Linked DNA regions of Mus musculus: region 2 is linked to region 1. The links are chromatin contacts, called in public Hi-C maps. All regions are on one chromosome and are shown on one strand. The core of a region is the stretch at or near the end of the contact, and the rest is flanking DNA. Distances in the headings are between cores, read along the strand shown.

What was found. Hi-C and Micro-C count contacts between places; a contact is called where the count stands out from the background.
Region 2: a Hi-C map of the G1E-ER4 cell line shows a contact between it and region 1, with 2.6 times the contacts expected there. The contact joins the enhancer-like site here to the promoter of Taf1b in region 1. A contact is called at or near these places in 10 of 39 promoter capture datasets (the 3T3-L1 cell line, the C10 cell line, cranial neural crest and 4 more), 105 of 484 Hi-C or Micro-C datasets (the 3T3-L1 cell line, the AML12 cell line, B cells and 59 more), 12 of 115 datasets of contacts at active chromatin or transcription factors (the HPC-7 cell line, astrocytes, bone marrow-derived dendritic cells and 8 more) and 4 of 9 other capture datasets (adipose tissue, liver, macrophages and 1 more).

What each region holds. Positions count from the first base shown.
Region 1 is chr12:24,497,249-24,499,948 of GRCm38.p6, forward strand. Taf1b (TATA-box binding protein associated factor, RNA polymerase I, B) reads left to right here and starts at 1,333. Exons shown (of 15, transcript NM_020614.2): 1 at 1,333-1,401. The coding sequence starts at 1,384.
Region 2 is chr12:24,592,069-24,594,768 of GRCm38.p6, forward strand. The region is part of intron 8 of Grhl1 (grainyhead like transcription factor 1); the gene reads left to right. Among named protein-coding and RNA genes, the nearest start is that of Grhl1, 21 kb to the left of the region's middle. Within about 2 kb of position 1,278, at least 246 of the 459 cell types and tissues checked have an H3K27ac peak or open chromatin away from gene starts, as enhancers often do. A contact at or near this core is called in B cells, CD8 T cells, the CH12 cell line and 37 more, where this site is marked.

The sequences.
Region 1 (2,700 bases), core at 83-2,582:
TACAGATAGTTGTGAGCTGCCATGTGGGTGCTGGGAATCAAACTGAAATCTTACAAGAGATGCCAGTGCTCTCTTAGCTGCTGAACCATCTCTCCAAACCCATGATTTTCTTATTTTTGTCTCTTCCTACCATAGTATTGATATTAAAGTCAATTAGCCTCACTTTATTTAGTACCTCTGTAAACTACTAAACTCCTAGCACGTAGTAGTCCCAAGGTGGGAGGAGGCAAAATAGGTTTAGCTTTCTAAATTATGACCCTTTATTTTTAGTACCTTCATTAATTTGCAAATTGCAGAGACCCCCTCTCCTCTGGGCTTGGAGATCCTTTCCCTCTAACATCTATAATATCAAGAGTTTCCTTTGTTCTCCAGAGTGCTGCAGGATCCTTGACATATCCCAGCCTACCCTGCTGGGGACCTTATCATCTGAAATCCATCTCAGCTCTTCTCTACTGCCCCTGGAAAGAATTTTTAGTATCTAAAACAAATGTCAGGCTCTGGTGGCACAGGCCTTTAATCCCAGCACTCAGGAGGCAAAGGCAAACACATGTCTCTGACTTCAAGGCCAGCCTGATCTACAAAGTGAGTTCCAACACAGACAGGACTACTCAGACAAACCCTGTCTGGAAACAAATAAGCAAAAACAATTAAATAAACAGATATAAATGTTCACAAAGGTGGAGACTTATTTTGTTCACAGGAAAATCTAAAACAACTTTAGTTTATGGAATGAAGCAGGGGATTAGTGTGTTCAACGAGGGAACAAGAGATAAATGTATTAAGAATTTATTAAACGAGACATAATTATATTCATAGGCAAACATATATTTTTTACACAGGAGGAGGTGAAGGTACAAGAAAGAAATAGAGTTATGACTAGAAATCTTGGTCTGGGGATGTTCAGTGGTGTGGAGTTCTTGGCGAGCATGCACTAGGAGGGTTTGGTTCCTAGGATCTGGGAAGTTAAAAAAAATTTCAAATAGACAACCAGTTCTAGTTCAACAACCTGTGTTCAAACACTGAGAACACATTTTGTAAAACCCAGAAGCCGGAAGTCATGGCACACGCCTTTAATCCCAGCTCTCAGGAAGCAGAGGCAGGTGGGGTTCAAGGCCAGTGTAGTCTCCTGAGCTGAGTTCCGGGAAAGCCAGAGCCACAAAAACAAAACCACAGAAAATCCTCGTAGGTCTGAGCTCTGTCACTGGGGCCTGGTCCTGGTCCTGTACTGCCTGCCAGAAACCTGGGTCTTGAGTCCCACAAGGGCAGCACAGAAGACTCCTGGAACGCAAAGGCAGAGGCTGTGTTTCCGACCGGAGCGCTCTCCCCGTCTCTCCCGGAAGCGGCGCTTGCTGTTTGGGTAACGGTGTCTGCAGCGGAGCCTCGATGGATGTGGAGGAGGTGGTAAGGACCTAGAGGAACGCGTGCAGCTCCCACTCGCGTTCCCTAACTCAATGGGCCAGGGATAGCCAGGAGGAGGAGGAGCAGCGCCCAGGGCAGGCGTCGGCTCGGGGCGGTGACCCGCATAGGGGGCGGAGCGAAGGGGCGGTGGCCACTTGGGCCCCGGAACCTGGCTGCTTGTCCGCTCTGGGAGGTTGCGGGTGGGATTGGGTGGAGTGTTTGTTCAGAGGGGCCGTGGGCCAGAAAGAGGATGAAACTGTGGGCTTGTGGGTTGGCCACCCCCGTGGCTCCTTGGAGGAGACCACCCAGCAAAGCTCCCTTTGATGCTGGTTGCGCGTGAGGAAGAGCAGGACCTGGAACTTGGGTTGCCTCCAAGTAATCCCTGTCAGCCTGTCTAGGGTACGGACACCAGACTCTTGCCGAGGACGTTCTAATGTGCTTGCTATCTTAGGGTTTCTATTGCAGCGATGAAACACCATGACCAAAAAAGCAAGCTGGGGAGAAAAGGGCTAACACTTCTATATGATTGTTCATCATCTAAAGAACAGGGCAGGAACTTGGAGGCAGGAACTGATGCAGAGGCCATGGAGGGGTGCTGCTTACTGGCTTACTCCTCATGATTTGGTCAGCTTACCAGGTTCTGTAAAACCTAGAGCTACCAGCCCAGAGGTGACACCACCCACAATGGGATGGACCCTCCCTCATCAATCACTGATTAAGAAAGTGCCTTACTGGCCTACCTGCCACCTGATGGTATGGAGGTATTTTTCTTAATTGAGCTTCCCTCATCTCAGATATCTTCAGTTTGTGTCAAGCTGACACAAAACTATCCAGCACACGTGCCCACACCTCACTGTAAGAGTGGTTAGGAAGCTGCTGCACTTTGCATGCACTGTGAACATGATGGGTGTATTCAGTAGCTGACCCATAAGTCAAACACCAAAGAATTAGGAACCAGTTCTCTGTGTGTGCACTGACAGAATAATGATAGAGGGACTCAAGGTAGACAGTAGATACTATCTGTATCCATGACAAATGTAATAATGTCTATATAATACATTGATAAACCTAAAATTATAATCCATATAGACCATAAGTGGACCATATGCTCCTTTTGCTTCCAGTAGAACCCCTAAGCACCCAGTTAAACGTTTGGTACTCATACAGTTGATACCCTTTATATGGTTGGATGAATAAATCAAAACTCGACACATCTGCCTCAGTGCCCCAAAGAAAAAGTCAACAGTGTTTTCAATCTTTGTTTGCTTTGATCATCCATACGGTGGGTCATCCTTTTCTCCC
Region 2 (2,700 bases), core at 28-2,527, 95 kb after region 1:
GTCTGAGAGCAGAGCGGTGTTAGAAACACAGCCCATTCCCTTGAGGCGGCTGCTGCTCTGGTTACTAGCGCAAGGGTGACTCCTCTGTGAGGCATCTTTAAACACTAGGTCTTTGCGGCTTTGTTGCACCAATGTTCCAAGGTGTGTACACTCTGCAGAGTCTTAAGCAGTAAACTGAAACACACCAAATCGTGGCAGGTCTTTAGAGCCCACAGGTAACAATAGCGAGCATTTATTCAGCATGTGCCTCAGGGTGAGGGCCAGCTGAAGGTGTCTCTGACTGCCAGGGAGACACTTGGCAGCTGAAGAAAGCCTCGCTTTAGTAGTGAAACCTGCGTCCTGTGGAAGGAGTTTCAGGCACCCATGCCTGTTTAGCCACTGTTGGTGTTGTTGCTTGAGTTAGGTGTTTTCTTTGGGGGGGTGGGGAGTGGAGCAAATTTTTACCCTTCCTCCATTCTGCCACTCCCAGGAAACAATGAGCTCCTCTGTGGAGACTTCTCATTTGACAGCTTGTCACCCTAACCCTCCTTCTCGTGTTCCTTCCTGAAAATCCCATCTGTGGCTTGCTCTGTCTTTCAGTTGGCTTTGCCATGCCTGTTTAGTTTTGTTTTTTAGGTTTGTTTTGTTTTGTTTTGTTTTTTTGTTTTGTTTTTTGTATCTTTGCTACTTTTAAAACAGAGCAGAACAGCTGTGGCTCTGGCCTGCTGTGGAGTAGATATTTGGAGGCGGTGTGAGGCCTTAGAGTCAGGGGTTCTTATAAATGGAAGCCACAGGTCTCCCCAGCCTTTTGTTAAGCAGATGAGGACTTGACCCCTCTGTTAGTCCACAGACTTCGCCTTCAGCCCTTCTCGTGCTTCCAGAACTTTTGGTTGGCAGTCAACTTGCTGCTGAGTCTCCTTTGTGACCCATGTGCTCTCTCACCTGTCCTGTTCTGTACCGTGGGATGGAATGTGGTCTGTGTTTGTCTTTAGTCACGCCCCCATCCAATTCTGCATAGTTCTGAGCACACATTCTGCTTCTTTGGGACAGCAAGTGCCAAATCACTGCATCTGCCAAGTGTCCTTAGGTTCACCAAGTCTGGGCCGTGGAGCACAACAGAGGGAAGGGGAGCAGGTAGGTCCCTCCAAGGGTTTTCTCCTCCGTGCCTCCCTTTTATCTCGGTGACTTTTCCCCTGGCTCTCTGCATGGCACAGAAACCGAGACGCTGTGTGGGCGGTGTGGGAAGCGGCTGTGGCAACAGCGTGCTGACTCGAGCTTGTTTCCCCTTCAGGGAACGCCCCTCCTGGCCGTGGGAAGCCTGCGAGTCAGTACTTTTTCTCCTCCCACGTCCCTGCCCGCCCCACCCCTTCCTGCCGGGTCGGCTCTTTTCTTTTGATGGTCATTTGATAGTCTGAGAAGTTACCAAAATGCTCAGCTGCGCCCTTCAAGCCCTTGGAGCAGTTGGCAGTTCCTGGTGACAGTGTTCTTGTAGTTGTAGTGTCTTTAGGACAGCATAGTCACCTCCCACCAGAGCAGGGAGCAAGTGTGACGCACCTAGATTATCTGGAGCATCAGAAATGGAACTAAATGCTGCCGAGTGGGTGACTCAGTCTCGATACTGTCTCGGCTCCATACACTCATTAACTGCACGTGAAGTGGGGTGCCAGGGAGAGGAGGTGCACGGGGTGGGGGTGGGGGGACAGGGCAGGTTTATTTGTTTGTTCTGGTGGAGGTTGGGGGAGGGCTGTGTAAAGCCCAATAAATGATCCCTACTAATTAGACATTTGGCCAAGAACTGGATCTTGATTTACAGTTTAAAATCTTACACTATCAGCTTCAATTCAGGTACTTAGCCTCTTTGACATATACTAGGAAAAAAAAAATGGTGATTTTACTCTGTCTAGTTAGTGCTATTGGAAATGAGGGGGAAATATTACCAACGTTTTCATTTCATCTGTTGGACAATTTCTCCCCATGAAGAGCTACTTAGAAAGACCTTTGTACTGATTTGGGTGATTAAACTTGAATTTATCCTATAGTTTCTACTTTCCTTTTAGAAGATAGATTACATTCTAGAAAGTAGCTTATAGATATTATCTGTATTTGACTAAGTTGAATTTTGATACATAAAAATAAAAACAAAGGAGAGTCCCAGAGGCCACTGGGATTGTATCCAAGATGGCTGTCTCTGTGTCTCCTGGAGCCATGTGGCCATCAGCTAAGTCCTGCAGCTCGTTTGCAACAAGTAGGAATTTGGCACAGACAATCTGCTTGGTTTGAAACTGGGAGACCTTTAATTCATGCCTCATGATCAAGGTGACCTTCGGCTCCATCTTCTGTGTAGGTGTCTGTTTCCCCTTACCCTCCCACGTCTCCAGGTTTACACAGGTGGCTCTCCATGAGGGGCTAGGAATGGTCTGGCTCTGGAGTCCTGGGAGCTGGGCCCTAATAGGGCTTTGCCATCTCTGTCTCTAGTGAGATTATGAGAGCCAGGCACCATGGGTAGTGTGTGGCATCCATGGGAAGGGAGACATTGAGGATCAGTGCATATGGAGAATGTCAGGCTGCTTCAGTTACCATGGTAACCTTACCTAAGCATCTTCCCCAGTTGTACCCCTTACTTATCTCTGTCCTTTCCCCTCCATTGGAGTCTTTCTTGTGATGTGTATCAGGCAGTCAGAGCTTTTTAAGTGCATCTTTATGCATAGGTAACAAGTAAGC